Linked DNA regions of Mus musculus: regions 2 and 3 are each linked to region 1. The links are chromatin contacts, called in public Hi-C maps. All regions are on one chromosome and are shown on one strand. Each heading gives the region's core, a stretch centred on a gene start, on an enhancer-like site or on the middle of the called end of the contact. The rest is flanking DNA. Distances are from core to core; before and after follow the strand shown. Region 1 overlaps Pard3 (par-3 family cell polarity regulator). Region 2 has its middle 30 kb from the start of Gm32532. Region 3 has its middle 4.2 kb from the start of Gm32532.

Evidence for each region. A called contact is a pair of places that touch in the nucleus more often than the background predicts.
Region 2: a contact with region 1 is called in a Hi-C map of the N1E-115 cell line, with 5 times the contacts expected there. The contact joins two enhancer-like sites. A contact is called at or near these places in 1 of 15 datasets of contacts at CTCF or cohesin (the NIH/3T3 cell line), 3 of 484 Hi-C or Micro-C datasets (the N1E-115 cell line, embryonic stem cells and nephron progenitors) and 1 of 9 other capture datasets (embryonic stem cells).
Region 3: a Hi-C map of the N1E-115 cell line shows a contact between it and region 1, with 12 times the contacts expected there. The contact joins two enhancer-like sites. A contact is called at or near these places in 3 of 484 Hi-C or Micro-C datasets (the N1E-115 cell line, embryonic stem cells and nephron progenitors) and 1 of 9 other capture datasets (embryonic stem cells).

The regions. Positions count from the first base shown.
Region 1 is chr8:127,327,966-127,333,130 of GRCm38.p6, forward strand. The region is part of intron 5 of Pard3 (par-3 family cell polarity regulator); the gene reads left to right. Among named protein-coding and RNA genes, the nearest start is that of Gm9909, 120 kb to the right of the region's middle. Within about 2 kb of position 2,501, at least 39 of the 459 cell types and tissues checked have an H3K27ac peak or open chromatin away from gene starts, as enhancers often do. A contact at or near this core is called in the N1E-115 cell line, where this site is marked.
Region 2 is chr8:127,717,839-127,723,003 of GRCm38.p6, forward strand. No RefSeq gene overlaps it. Among named protein-coding and RNA genes, the nearest start is that of Gm32532, 30 kb to the left of the region's middle. Within about 2 kb of position 2,218, at least 49 of the 459 cell types and tissues checked have an H3K27ac peak or open chromatin away from gene starts, as enhancers often do. A contact at or near this core is called in the N1E-115 cell line, where this site is marked.
Region 3 is chr8:127,692,463-127,697,627 of GRCm38.p6, forward strand. No RefSeq gene overlaps it. Among named protein-coding and RNA genes, the nearest start is that of Gm32532, 4.2 kb to the left of the region's middle. Within about 2 kb of position 2,004, at least 3 of the 459 cell types and tissues checked have an H3K27ac peak or open chromatin away from gene starts, as enhancers often do. A contact at or near this core is called in the N1E-115 cell line, where this site is marked.

The sequences.
Region 1 (5,165 bases), core at 1,251-3,750:
TGTGTGTGTGTGTGTGTGTGTGCGCGCGCGCGCGCGCGCGCAAGCTCCCATGTACACATGCACTCGCCTTCTGATCACCTCTGCTTGGTACTACCTAAGCATATGGGCCTCTGTGATCTGATAGAGCTGGGGGGCAGTTGTCACTCATTCACTTCTGGAGCCCTTCAAAGGCTGCTTGTCAGGATTGTTTTCTTTATCTTTCTATCTATCTATCTATCTATCTATCTATCTATCTATCTATCTATCTATCTATCTATCATCTATCTATTCATCCATTATCTATTATCTATCTCTATTATCTATCTATAATCTATCATCAATCATCTCTATATATCATTTATTATCTATCTATCTATCTCTCTACCTACTTACCTACCTATCATCTCTTATACATCTATCTATTATCTATCTCTATCATCTATCTATAATCTATCATCAATCATCTCTATATATCATTTATCTATTATCTATCATCTGTCTATCTCTCTATCTACCTACTTACCTACCTATCATCTCTTATACATCTATCTATTTATCATCTATTATACATCTATTTATCTAGCTATCATCTATCTATCTATCTATCATCTATTATAAATCTAGCTAGCTAGCTATCATCTATTATCTATCTATCATCTATCATCAATCATCAATCTATAATCTATCATCTACCTATTTATCTGTTATCTATCTATCTACCTACCTAACATCTATCTGTCCATCTGTCCATCTACCTATGTCATCTATCCATCATCTGTCTATATCTAGCATCTATCTATAATCTATCCCCTGACTGTCTATTATCTATCATCTATATATCATTTATCTATTTTTCTATTATCTATCTATCCCTTCTGCCTTCATTGCTCTGTGAGATTACATGTATGTGCCACCAAACCCAACATAATGCAGTCTAGAGGACAGCACTCAGAACTTTGTGTTTACCAGGTAAGCACTGTACCTACTGAGCCACATCCCTCAGCCTGTTTTGTCCTTTTTGCTGGCTGTGATTACTACCTTCTGCTGCTTCTTTGATTGATGGAGCTGAAAGCCTGCAGGGAGACAGGAGGTGAGTCAGAAATTCTGAGCAAAAAAACCAGTCAGGTGGTATATGGAGTGACATTTGTGGAATCTTAGTGTTCACTGCTTTTCTTGCCCGTGAATACACTGTTACAGTCAGCCTGGCTGGATAAAGACACATTATTTTATAAATCCTTGACCTTCAGGTGCCTTTTCCTGTGCTCATTGCGGTCGGCCTTAAAGCCCTTTGTTGGAGCATTGTGCTCAGATGATGGGGAAAGATGTGTCTGTCTCTGATGTGCAGTGCACTGTTCATACCTCTGCTTCTCACTCTTCTTAACATTTGCTGTTTATTTTTGTGTCTTAGGAGAGGTAGAACTACTGTCCACTTTAGGAATACTAGTCAGAAAATTACATCAGCATTTCTATCTTATAGTATATTCTTCTCAAAACCTATTTCTGATACCCTGCCTGGAGAATAGGAACCGTTTAAAAGACATTTATTTATTTAGTTTAGTTTAGTTTGGATAGAGACAGTTTTTTGGTGGTGGTTGTTTTTGTTTAATCAGTTCCTTTGTAGGTTTTTCCTATCACGATCAACTTGGTTTTGGAGCAGTCCTGAAAATGTTGCTTTTAAGTGTTCGAGCAATTCATTCGCTGGTTTTGGTTTTGGCCACCTGTGTGGCCTGTGATATTTCTGTGATGGTTCTGTATTGATGAGGGGCCTTTTTCCCCTTTGCTTTTTCTGATGTTCAGGTCTCAGGTGAGACCCTTGTGAGTGTTTCCAAGGTACTCTACCAACCCAGTAGTCTCTCCAGCACAAGCTAAGTCAGACTTTTTAAGTAGCTGAGAAACTATGTAGAGATTAAACTACTGGAGAGAAGTGTGGTTATTTTTACTACATCCAGCTGAAGAGATTGGTGGGCTGGGACATTTGAATTTCTTTTCATACGGGGCAGTATTTTTTATCTTCTCTAAGCTAAGCACATACTAGTTCCTAATTTTGATGATTTAGTCTTTACAATGCTGGGTGATGGAGCAGCCCCAAAACACACACACACACATGCTTGTTTTCTTCAAGAGTTACAATTTCCAAGTTGAGAAATGAAACTGTAATGTTGATATTCATTAGTTGAGCCCTCTGGTAAACATGTTTCTTGTCCTGTCCAATGCTCTCGGTTCAAAGAAGAAACTCATTAACTGGCCCTTTGTGCTTTAACTTTTACCTAGACAGAAGTATGGTGTGATGGCACTGTCATCCCCCTTAGATGTCTTGATTTGCCTGTGGGTGCTCACTCTGCCCCTGTTCCTCTAAAGAAACAATGGCCTTTGGCGTGCCAAGGTCTTCACTTCCCTCCTGCTTGCCTTGTCAGTCATGTGGTTTCTCCCTTGCAAATCTCTTTGCTCCAGTCATTCCTTCAGTGGGTGTTTGTTCAACTGGAGCCCCCCTCCCCCCACAAGCCTTCCTCACGCAGGCTCTGCCCCTTAGAGTACAGAGGCTTGGTTCCTCTTTTGTCCCTTGACAGATCCTTCCCCTCAGGATGACATCTGTGTTTCTGCCCACCACCCTCCTCTTGGCCACGTTACCAAAGTGAGTTTGCCGTGGCTTCTCCCAGTGTCCACGTAGACACAGCCCAGACAGTCACCATGCTTTACCTATCCATAGCATCCAGAGGTAGTGAAGCTGACAACTAAGAATAGCCATCACATACATATAAATTTTATTCGAGATTTGTGCGGTTATACAATTGATACTTCTTGACAACACTGCTTGTTATATAGCACCTGCCTGTGACAGGGAAGACTGAAGACATGTTACAGAGGAAAGGCCTGAGGGCTGAAGAGAGACGGAAAGTCTGTCTGTGTGAAGCCGTGGTCCTGCTTTGAAAGTGATGGAGGACACTGCCTTTCTTATCTAAGTGTTGGCCTGTGCGCTTCCTTGGGGACAGCCTCCTAATTGAACTCGGATGTGAGAGCTAAGCAGCTTGCACCATCAGCTGCCCCTGCCGATCTCTGTGTGTCCTAATGAGCTCTGCTGATTGAGAGCTGGTCCTGTTTAATCCTGGGAGAGCCCAGGAGTCTGTCTGAGCTTTGCTGAGCTGCTGTGACCCAGTTAAGTGAGGTTCTTAAAAGGACATGGGGGGGGGGTGGGAGGAAAAATCCAAAAATGTTGATGTAAGTCCAAGACACCTGTCAATTTTGTTCTCAAGGAAACATTAAATTATTCTTCATGTCTACAACTAAGTAAATTCCCTGCTTCCTTTGCAAATGGTATTTGAACAAAATATTTGATTGTGTTGGATAATTTGTGGACATTAGAATTGGGCCTAACAGTAAGCACTCTGTAGTGAAAACATTGTGATTTTTCTGAGAGCTTTTTTTCTTTAGATCCAGGGGTTTCTTCATTCTCGCTAGACTGTAAATGTATTGTTCTATCATCTATGGCTGCGAGCTGGGAAAGTTTCACCTGTATAGGCATTTGTTTGCTTTTTTCCTCACTAGAGGGACAGTATGATTTTGTGTCCGTTTACAGAAATTGCATATACTATAAATTCTAGCACACCATCAATATGCTTGGCATAAGATTTAGACTCTTGTGATCATTTTATTTAGTCAACACCCACCCCTCCCCAAGAAACACTTCTAATTCATATAGATATTTGATATGAAAACCATGTTGTGATTTTGAAATTCTTTCCTGTCTGCCTATGCATCTGCCACATGTGTGTGGGTAGATGCATGCAGGGGTCAGAAGAGGGGATTATATCACTGGGAATGGAGTTCCAGGTGGTTATGAGTGAGCACTATTAATCACTGAGCCATTTCTCCAGACCCTTAAATTATTTTCTAATTAAAAAAAAGTTATTTAACTTTATTTAATGTGTTTGGATGTTTTCCTTGCACAAAGTTTATGTGCCATTTGCATGCAGTGCTCAACTAGGCCAGAAGAGGGCAGCAGAGTCCCTGGAACTGGAGTCCCTCCTTAGCTGTCATGTGGATCTGGGAATTGAAACCAGGTCATCCAGGAGGGCATCCAGAGCTTTTCACTGCAGAGCCATCTTTCTTCCCTTGGAGTTATTTTCTGATAGAAAGGAAATACTGTTCATTATGATATTCCACAGAAGTGTTAATTGAATTGATTCCGATGTAAAAATGATCCCACACCAATTGTTGTTGTTTTTGTTTCCTAAGTGTCCATTACACATGTAAGCTATTTGCAAGCCCTTCCTCTTCCCTGTGGAATACAGTACAACTTATGGACAGAGTAGGGCTAATACGGACACACTCTTGGTATTGCTGTTGTTTGTGGTGAGATTTCATGTATCACAGGTTGACTTCCAACTCACGGTATAGCTGACGATGACCTTGAACGTCTGCTAAAATACCAGTACCCATAACATTTTGTTATTTGTTCCCCTTTTAGTGTGTGTGTTGCATGTATATATGTATGTCTGTAAGTGATAGGTTTATTTCTCTGCTGCCAGTGAAATGAGCCAATTCAAGCCAGATTGCATCGTATTAAAGGCAGGTGTACTGGGAAGTTACTCCCTGGCAAGTTCACTGGCTCTAAGGATTGAAGCCAGGGGAGTCACCATAGGGAGAGGGGAAAGAGAGAAAGGACTTGTGTGCAGAGAGAGAAGAGGAGGAGGAGAAGGAGGAAGAAGAGAGAGAGAGAGAGAGAGAGAATATGAATCGCAAAATGTCTGAATTATATAGAGTAGCGCTTCTGGGGAAGGTCAGCCTAGACCCTGGGTGGGAAAGTTCAAGGCTGGGGCAGGGCATGCCAGGTAGGGACTGTAGGGACTGAGGGACACTAGGAGAACCTTGGAGGCCAGGTCTGCTTTGATAAAACTTGTACCTTAGTCCCTTGTCCAGGGTCTAAAACCATGCAGTATGAATGCATTTGTGTAGGTATGTGTGCACGTGTATATGGAAGTCAGAGATTGATGTTGTGTCTTCCTTTCTTGCACACTCCTACACACACACACACACACACACTTACTTTATTTTACCCAGGCAGATGCATACTCTCACTTAACCAAGAACTGTTGGATCTGACTAGTCTAGTTGGCCAATCTGTCCAATGCATGGATCCTCTGTCAGCCTCCTGAGTGCTGGAATTGCAAACAAGCCACCAGGACAGT
Region 2 (5,165 bases), core at 968-3,467, 390 kb after region 1:
GAAACCATTGAAATTTCAACATGAAGGATTTCTTATCTATTGGATCTTTTTATTCAGCTGGTATCACAATCATTCGGTACCAGGTACCAATGCAACAAATTCGATATTAGAAGTGGTAGTGAGTCTTTAGCAGAATGAGAAAACACAAATGTAAAAAAAACAGGTGATAAACAACTAACTTTGGAACTTAAGTGTTTTTTATATGACCAGTTGTGTGCTACACAGTTGTACTTCTGTAAGAACACAGGGTCAAAGGGTGAGACCACCCACACATCATAAAACTCCTTTCCCTGGACAGCTAGGGAGGGGCTGTGCTAGGACTCTGGAACTGAGGGAGCTAAGAAACCCTGTCATCTGTGGAACTGCTCCCATACTAGTGGCCTTTCACAGAGTTCTCCTTCTTTCCAGCTTGGTGTCTTACAATTCTATTTATTTTATTTAGACAGGTCTCATGTATCCCAGACTTTCCTTAAATTAATTACACAGCTGATAATGGATGACCTTGAACTTCTGATCCTACTGCCTTTATGTCCCCAGTGCTAGAATTATTGATGTGCACCACCATTCCTGGCTTCTGTGGTGCTGGGGATTGAACCAAGGACATCAAGCATTCTGGACAAATACTCTACCATCTGAAGCACATCGCAGAACTAGATTTCATTTTGACAGACCTTTTCTTAAAGCAGCTCCTCTTCTGGTACAAAACTTCCAACTATATCCTTCTCTAATCTCTTTGGCAATACAGGGAAATCTAAAACATTTGTTTTCCTTTTGGATTCTGAGTTGAGGATACTTTGTTCTCTGTCTACTGTGTTGGGTCACACTAGGCATAATCGGGTAGAGAGCAGTTATCCTTCAGATGGGTTTTCCAAAATTGCTAATAGGTTTTAGGGAGTCTTACTGATGGCTCCTATTACACTAAGGACTTTGCTTTTGAAGCCAGCCATTTCTCTCGAAAGACAATGAGTTTATATAGAGTTTAACTGAGTCAACCTAGCCACAGCATTCAGGACTTTGTTATAATGGTTCAATTGCTATTGAAAGGAAATAACTTCTGCTCAATTGCCTGTGAATTGCAGCCCCTCTGATTAGCGAGGAGGTCAAAGAATCTGTCCTGGTCACTGATCTCTTAGTTCCTCTGTGAAGTTATAATTTGGGGGATGATTTTGCCCCTGGTTCACAGACACAGCTGATAAGATTACAAAGCTTCCTGAGTACTGGGATTAAAGGAGTGTGCTCCCATGCCTGACCAACATTTGAGTTAGAGACCAGCCTAATCTATAATGCAGCCAGAGATACAAGGCTGATAAGAATAGTAAACTTCCTTAGTACTGGGATTAAAGGTGTGTGTTACCATGCTGGCCAACATTGTGTTAGAATCTGGCCTAATCTATACAGCCAGGGATACATATAGAGGGAGAGGGGGAGGGGGAGGGGGGAGAGGGGAGGAGAGAGGAGAGAAAAGGAGAGGGAGAGGTGAGAGGGAGAGGGGAGAGGGAGAGGGAGAGGGAGAGGGAGAGGGGGAGAGAATCAAGAAGCATGCTGATCATCTTGTATGCTCTTAGTGGATTCATCACAGGAATGAGTTCTATTGCCTCATACAGATCAAGGTTTTTTGTTGTTGGTTTTTTTTTTTTAGATGCTTTATTTTTATTAATTCAAGAATGTGTTTTGCCTTTTCCTAAAGAAGTACGAGAGCACGTGTGTCTTACTATATTTGGTAGAATTTAATGCCTTATTACAACAGACTTTCAAACTAGACCATTCATATAATTTCATTTTGAACACTACATTTGACAGGACTGTTGAAGTTGAAGAAAGCTGTTGGATGTCAGAATGCTTGTTTGAGAAAACAAGCTGTGTGTGTTTACTCATCTTAGCCTGTGGAAAGCTTTCTGTGGAAGACCCAAATGGTCCACATTCTTAGAATGTGCCAGGCAGAAAGAAGAAGGGAGGGATTGAGACATCAAGGAACCTGCAGCAGCCTTTGTCCTTTTGGGGTCTCTTAGGTGATTTACAAACCGTGGAGCAACAAAGATAGTCTGTGTCTCGATCTCATTGTGGGTACCAGCTCAATTACTGTGCTCTGGGCCTAGTATGTATGGAATGTAACTTTAGGAGAGATCAGTCTAAACAAAGCCTCCCTAGATTCCCCAGGACAAGGGATGACAGCATCCTCTGGGCTGTCTTCGGGAGGCACTTTCTAAAGGAACTTTTGGTTCTGTCACTGGTTGTGAGGGTGACTCTGTCCAGTGATGAATCACTCCTGGCCACATTACAGATTATCCAGACATTCTGCCAAGCACAGTTGATTTTTTTTCCAGACGGCCACATTCTCTTTATCTCACCACTGATCATCCAGGCAGCAGTGTTCCTGTTTATCGGCCGTTCTGTACTGCCATCTAGAAAGACAGCCTTGCCCGGTGGATATTGATAGGATAACTTCAGAATGAGATAAACCATGATAAAGGCAGTCCGTCCTCCCAGTGTGATAAAGAGCGTCAGGATACATGATAATGTGTAATAAAAACCAATGGGGCTATTATTGAGAAAGGTCTGTAGTGTGCCCTACCCGCAGGGGTGGGGGCTGAGACAACAAGCTTAGTGCTTGGATCTGCTCTTTGAAATATGTGGGGCTTTTCATTTTTGAATCTAAGGGAAAAAGCCCTTTGAAGGTCATGTTTGAGCTAAAAGCTGTGCCTTTGCACACAATCTATTTAACAACTGCATATCTAATTTGGAAGCCCAGGTATCTCCGGAAGGTCGTTATTTCCTAACTCCTCTTTATCCTGCCCTCTGGTGTGGTGTTTGCTGGTGCCGATAAGGCAGCAAGAGCTACCTGACTAACATGATTTTTCTTCTTTCCTGTCCTTCTGGCTAGTCTGAAATGGTTATTGCCTCTGGACTCCAGTCAGCTGCTAAAGATAATGCAGCTTTCGGAGAAGTGCTGCAGGTCCAGGGATCGCCAGTTACTGGGTGTTTTGAGCATTATGCAAATGAGAAAGGGAAAGGAGATGAGGAGGAGGAGACTGGGACTAAAGTGAGTAGGGAGAGGGCTGTTTTTATAGCCAAACTCTGGGAGCTCACTTCTTGCTCTATTTCACAGCAGGCAATTAGTCTCTCTCTCTCTCTCTCTTTCTCTCTCTCTCTCTCTCTCTCTCTCTCTCTCACACACACACACACACACACACACACACACACACAACGGAATTTGGCTTGGCTGCAGTGCTCCTCTTATAGCTGGGCCTGGGGCCAAGGCAGAACTCTTGAGCTGACCTCATTATGGAAACATCATCTATGTGCTTAATGCTTAAGTTTTGGAATTTAAGAGAGAAAAACAGTAATACTAATATATTACATGTAATATTTATGGACAGTTCACTATGTGCCAGTGACATGGATCCTGCTGAGATCTGCAAGGTGATCTACAGTCTTCAAGGTCACATGATGTGACAAGAGGTGGGAACCAAGAATGTAGGATCTTGATGTCTTTGTCACAGTGATTTCTCTAATTCAGTAAGGCTTCTTGAACACGTCCAACAGGACTCACACAAAGAACCAGGCATCAGGTGGTTCATAAATAACAAGCATTTATTTCTCGTCATTCTGGAGGCTGAGATATCTCAGGTCACGACACTGCTGTGTTCTTCATTCAAATGCTTTAGTGTTTAGAAGTACTTAAGTTGTATGCGTGTTTCTCCTGAGTGCATGTATGCGTACCACATGATTCCTGGTAACTGTGGAGCTAGAAGAGGACATTGGATCCCCTGGGACTGAGGTTATGGACAGTTGTGAGCTGGGTCCATGTGGGTGATGGGGACCAAGCCTTGGTCCTCTGCAAGAACAAAGAGTTTGTAACTGCTGAGCTATCTATCTTTCCAGCTCCTGACTTACTTTTTGAGTCTCTCTCTCACTGAGCCTGAAACTCATGAATTGGCTGGACTGGTAGGCTAGTGGTTCTCAGTGTTAGCATTCCTTCTAGGTGCTGCCCAACAGTTACCTAGCAACAGCTAGGTGGGCCTGGCTGCTATAAAAAGGACTGTTTGGCCTCTCTTGGCTCCTGCTGCCTCTTTTCTCTCTCTGACCCCCTTCACTCTCTCTGACCCCTTTCTTCCTCTCCCCTTCTCCCTTTTCCCCTTTCCCGTGTTCCTGGCTGGCCTCTTCTCTTTCTCTTTCTCTTTCTCTTTCTCTCTCTCTCCCCCCTCTTTTTCTCTGCCTCTACCCCTTCTCGACTTCCCTTCCCATGCCCCCAAATAAACTCTATTCCATACTACATGAGTCCTATGACCAGTACCTTGGGGTGGCAGATGCAGGAAACTGCCATGGGACCCCACGGAACCTCCAAGGGCCCAGCATTGGGCCATGTGAGGCCACTGGACTCTGCTCTGGGGGTGGGGGTGGGGAAAGTGAAGTCTCCGGTCCCCTTGGAACTGCTGGAGTCGGGCTCTGACTCTCAGGCATGACAGACTGTTGGTTACCGTGGAAGAACTGGTTTTGGGATTCCTGGGGTGTACGGAGGCCAGGGACGACAAGTTCTCGCTCATCCCAGATGCCACTGTACTAGGAAGAGCTGAGAACATCCCCTTGGGCAGACTCTGGCCTGGGGGGCAAAGGGTGCCTCTGACAGGTTACCATGGGGACAAGAGAGTCTGGCTAGCTCAGGTGGGGATGGCTAGGCTGGAGGCAAAGCTGGAGCACAGGGAGGCCTCCCAGAGGGACGTTAGACTCATGAGGCTCTGTAGACAGAGACCCGCTCCATTGCTCCAGCACGGTGGATTCTGATGAACAGAGACAGTTCATGGTTTTAGAGCTTTATTGTAGAAAAGAAGAGAGAGAGAGAGAGAGAGAGAGAGAGAGAGAGAGAGAGAGAGAGAGAGAGAGAGAGAGAGAGAGAGGGAGGGAGAGGGAGAGAGAGAGGGAGAGAGAGAGAGGAGTAAAGAAACAGAGGGCAGCCATGGCCATGTGGAGAGAGGGGAGAAGGAAGGGGGAGTAGGAGGGTGAGAGTAAGAGAGGCAAGAGCTTAAGAGAGAGAGGAAGGGCCAAGTAGCCCCTTTTATAGTGGGCTGGGCTACCTTGCTGATGCCAGGTAACTATGGGGATGGAGTCCAGCCAGAATACCAGGAGTTTGGGGCATTGCCTACATGTGATAGCCACAGGTTTATGGT
Region 3 (5,165 bases), core at 754-3,253, 360 kb after region 1:
CCCAGGAGAGGTATTGCTGGATCTTCCAGTAGTATTATGTCCAAATTTTAGTGTTCCTAAGACTCATCACCAGAGGCACTCTCGCACTTGCACGCAAACATGCACACACACACACACACACACACACACACACACACACACACACACACACACATGTTCATATACATACACTCTGACTCCGAGGCAGAAAGATACAATTGTAAAGAGGATTCTGACAGAAGAAGGATGACTTTAGCAGCCAGGACCATCCAAGCTACAGTTTAAAAATGAATCTCTCCAAAACAAGAAAAACAAAGAAGGCATGATGTCTTACACCTGTAATTCCAGCCTTTGGAGATGAAGGCAAGAGAATCAGGGGTCCAACACCCTTCATTACATCGTGAGTTCAAGACCAGCTTGGAGTATATGAGATGCTTTCTCAAATACACACACACACACACACACACACACACACACACACACACACACACAGACAGAGGATTTTATTCTTTACTGTTTTTGTTTATTTTCTGATTGAGACTTCCAGTATAGACCAGACTAACTCTTAACTCAAGATCTTTTGGCATTAGCCTCCTGAGTGCTAGGATAACAGTTATTGGTCTGACAAAATATACATAATTTTAACTTGAAGTGAATGATCATAATGACCTTTTTAAAATGTACTCACAGGGCCAGGAAACTAGGGAGGATTAGTGGGAAAATGCTCAATATTCAGGAATGAGGACCCAATTGCAGAGCCCCAGTGCCCAGATAAGAAGCTAGATAAGGTAGCAGGAGCCTGTATAGGCATGAGGACCTGAGTGCAGAGCTCCAGTGCCCAAGTAAGAAGCTAATTATGATAGCAAGGGAAGAAGCTAGATAAGATAGCAGCAGCCTGTAATTACAGTGTTGAGAAGTCAGACAGAGATCCTAGAGACTCCCTGGCAGCCAATCAGGTGAGCTCCAGGTTCAGTGAGAAACTTGTCTCAATAACTAAGGAAGGGATCAGTAGAGGAAGGAACACCTAAGGCTGACATTTGCTCTTCATATGCACATTTGGAGCATGCACACCCAACATATGCATACATACCCAGAGGCCTCCACTCACTTGTTCATCTGTAATGCTGGTGTGTCAAATGCTGTTCTTCCGGTTTACGGGCCACATGACTAATCTGGTTTTCCAGACTCCCCTCTTGTGATCATCAGAGGAAAAATGTCAGCATTGGAGAGACAGACAGAACGGCAAATTTTCAAAACTATGTGTAATAGATCTGAAAGAAATATGAGGCTGAAGAGAGGCTCAGTCAGTGGAGCACTTGCCTTTCAAACATGAGGACCAGAGTCTTATTCCCAGAATCCACCTGACAAAAGCCAGGCACAGCAGTGTTTGCCTGCCATCCCAGTCCTGGGAAGATGAAGACAAGCAGATCCCTCAGCCTTGCTCATCATCAGATTAGCACAACTTGTTAGCTCTAGGCCAGAGAGAGACCTTAAGTAAATTAAAAGGGTGTGATGCCCAAAGTTGACTTCTGATGCTCACATACATGTGCACACAAGTACACGTACACACACAAACATGTGCACATATGCACATATCACACAAAATAATCTCAGGTGAAAATTGGCAATAGCATGCTTCCATGTTTTCAATTCTACCCCTGGAGGAGTTCTTAGCTGACTTCTCATGGATCTAAGACAGGTCTATCTACCACTAAGCTGAGCCCTGGCCACACTACAAGCACATTCTATAGACAATCTGTCCCATTATTCTGGTTGACACTGACCAGCAGGAAAAATTTAAAACCTTCAGCTCTTTGCCAGGGAGATAATTATGAGATAAAGTGTTACAGTACCAACCAGAGGCTTTCCTTGGTGGAGGGGGGGTGCCTTGGGGATACAGCAGTATCCTATCCATTATTTCCAAATGGCTGCATCTACAAAGTTGGTAGGACCAGGGCAGGATTCAGAGGCCCAGGTACTGCACCACCCAAGAGATTAGAAAGTATGCATGCCTACAGAGGCCATTTAAGAGGACACGGGTGCCGGGCATGGTGGCGCACGCCTTTAATCCCAGCACTCGGGAGCCAGAGGCAGGCAGATTTCTGAGTTTGAGGCCAGCCTGGTCTACAAAGTGAGTTCCAGGACAGCCAGGGCTAAACAGAGAAACCCTGTCTCGAAAAGCCAAAAAAAAAAAAAAAAAAAAAAGGAGGACACGGGCACATAATATATGCTGAGCTTAAAGTAGAAGCTGCTGGATGGTGGACTTATCTCTGCATCTTCAGTTTTGGTTTGGATATTTTTAGAGAAAGGAAAAAAAGCCCACTTACAAAATATTTGACATTCTAAACTTCTCAGAGTGCTGGCGCCACTGTGGGGAAAGCAGCTAGCAGGCTGAACGACAGTAATGGACTCTTTAAAGTTCTGTCTGTGTGGCGATGCAGCTGTATTAATTAAGGCTCAGGCAGATTTATTGATGTCTGTGGGTCTGTGAATGTCTGTGTTCTGCTGAGTTGGATAAGTTAAAAAGTCATAAGAAAGTATTTGATGAACCTCACCAATTTTTTTTTCACGCCGTGTGTGTAATAAGTAGGCAGCAGTAAAGCCCAGAGACTTTCAAACATTTTTCCCCCTCCGTAGCATACTATTTCGGAATGTGATGAAAGTTTTCTTTTTCCCCTTTTGAGAAAGACTCTCCTATGCCACAAGCTGGCCTTGAACTCTCTGTGTAGCTGAGGATGACTTTGAATTTCTGGCCCTCCTACCTTCATCTCTGAGTGCTGGGGTTACAAATGTGCACCATCACACCTGGTGTGTGTAGTGCTGGAGAGGAACCCAGATCCCTGGGTGCTCAGTTTCTCTAGCCACCAAGCCTCAACCCTGTTCTCCTTCCTCCCACTTTACTCCTTTGCTCATTAATGCAGTTGGAGATTCCTGAAGAGGATATACCTTATGAAAGCAGAGGAGAGGGTGCAGGTGTCCAGATTGTTGAGGTGGGGTTGGGGGAGGAGTTCATGAAGAAAGCAAGCATGCCGTAAGCTCAGAGGACCTCACTGGTAAGGACAAGGCTTCCCCTTCCCCACAGCTTCTATAATGTACTTGCTGGCTGTATTAGTCAGGGTTCTCTAGAGTCACAGAACTTATGGGTAGTCTCTGTATAGTAAGGAAATTTGTTATGATGACTTATAGTCTGTAGTACAACTCCCCTACAATGGTCAGCTGTAAATGGAAGTCCAAGGATCTAGTAGTTGCTCAATCCCACAAGGCATGCAGGCAAAAAAGAGCAAATCTTCCTTCCGATGTCCTTTTGTAGGTCTCCAGCAGAAGGTATGGCCCAGATTAAAGGTGTGTACCCCCATGCCTAGATCTTGGACTTGCTTTTCCCAGATGACCTTGAACTTAGAGATCTTCTTGCCTTAGTCTCCTGGCATTCATAGTCACTATGCCGCAAGATTTCCATGCTAAAATTCAGGTTAGAAGCTTGTATCTCCCAGCCTTAAGATCTGGATCACAGGTGAGCCTTCCAATTCTGGATTGTAGTTCAATTCCAGATATAGTCAAGTTGACAACCAGGAATAGCCACTACACTGGCCTCATAACAGCTGACAGGACATATGCCAGGACAATTTTGTGGTCTAGCCTTTGACACAAGCACCTGAGTTCCCCATGCTATAGGCCGGGTTTATGTAGATACACAGGTGTTAGAAGTGAGTGTGCAAAACTCTGTGTCTTGTAGCTTATTACCTAGCAAGGTAAAACTGCAGCCAAGGCTTGCTTTTCTAGAATGGGGGATGACTGCACCATTTCCTAGGTAGAAATCTCAAGGCTCCTGCCTGCCCCCTGGGCACACTCTCTAAGTACCACATGAAGCACCCTTTCAATCCTGTTCTTTGTACATTATCACAGGGCCCCAAAGCCTCATGGGCTGGGAGATCTGACTTCAGTGTGATGATGTTGAGAGGTAGTGGGTCCTTTATGAGGTGTCTCCTAATGAGGAGTCATTACAGGCTCACTCTTGTTTCCTGTCTCACAGTGTGATGACTTCTTCCCATATGTACACTGCCATTGTGATGTCATCTGTCATGAATGACATATTCGTCACAGATGCTGGGGTCACGCCCTTCAACATTTCTAACCATGAACAGAACAAACCTCCTTTCTTTATATAGGACAGCAATTCCAGGCTTCCTGTCTCACCTGTGACAACTTCCTCGCCCCATCCGCCCCATCACACCTGTCTTTGTGAAGCCATCTGTTATGAATAACATCTTCACCAGAGCTGCTGAGTCCATTCCCTTGAATCTCTATAAATTAAATAATTCATCTTTCTATATAAAGACCCCATCCATGGGTATTTTGCTATAGTAACAGAGAATGGTCCTCTTGTCTGATGGTTTTAACAGATCCAAGAGGTATTATAGCCACTAGCACAGTTCTTCCTAGAGTTGGGGGTAGAGGAGAACTATTGACTTAAGTGTTTCATATGGTATATGTGTACAGAGGAAGGAAAGGTCAGGCTTTCTGGGTGAAGGAAAAGCATAGGCAAGGACACAGAGCTTGAAGACACATGTGTCCTGGGCAGAGTAGGCTGCAGTGGGCACTGGTGAAGCACAGCAGGCATGGTGAAGTACAGTGGGTCACAGTGAGGCACAGTGGGCATAGCAAGGAGAACGAACTACTTAGATCTCCTGCCATCACACATTGTTGTAGTCCTCCTGAGTGTAGGTTCAATGTGACTAGCTGCCTCACTCCCCTGCTGTCATGCCTTCTCTATCACAATGCATTGCACTTTCAAAACTCAAACCAAAATAAACCCTTCCTTAAGCTAATCTTGTCAAACACTTTATCAAAGTGATGGACAAAGTAGTGTCCACATTGCAATGTGTATGTCACAGTCACAAGATCCCCAATATTTGCAAAGTGGAACTGCTTAAAAAAAAAAAAAAAACGGGTGAAATAAGATGTACTACGGCAACCTTTGCTTAGTGGGAGGCCTTTAGGGATAAAAGGTACTGTAGGTCCTCCAATAGTCTGTTGCCTGGCTGGCCCAGAGGTTGGTGCATATCCTTATGTATCTCATAAGGGAATTGTTTCTGCAAGTAGGCATGTGCACATGTGAGAGTATTTGCACATGCACTGGTGTGGAGGTGTTGTCCCTCAGCCCCAGGCATTTTGATTTTAATGACAGG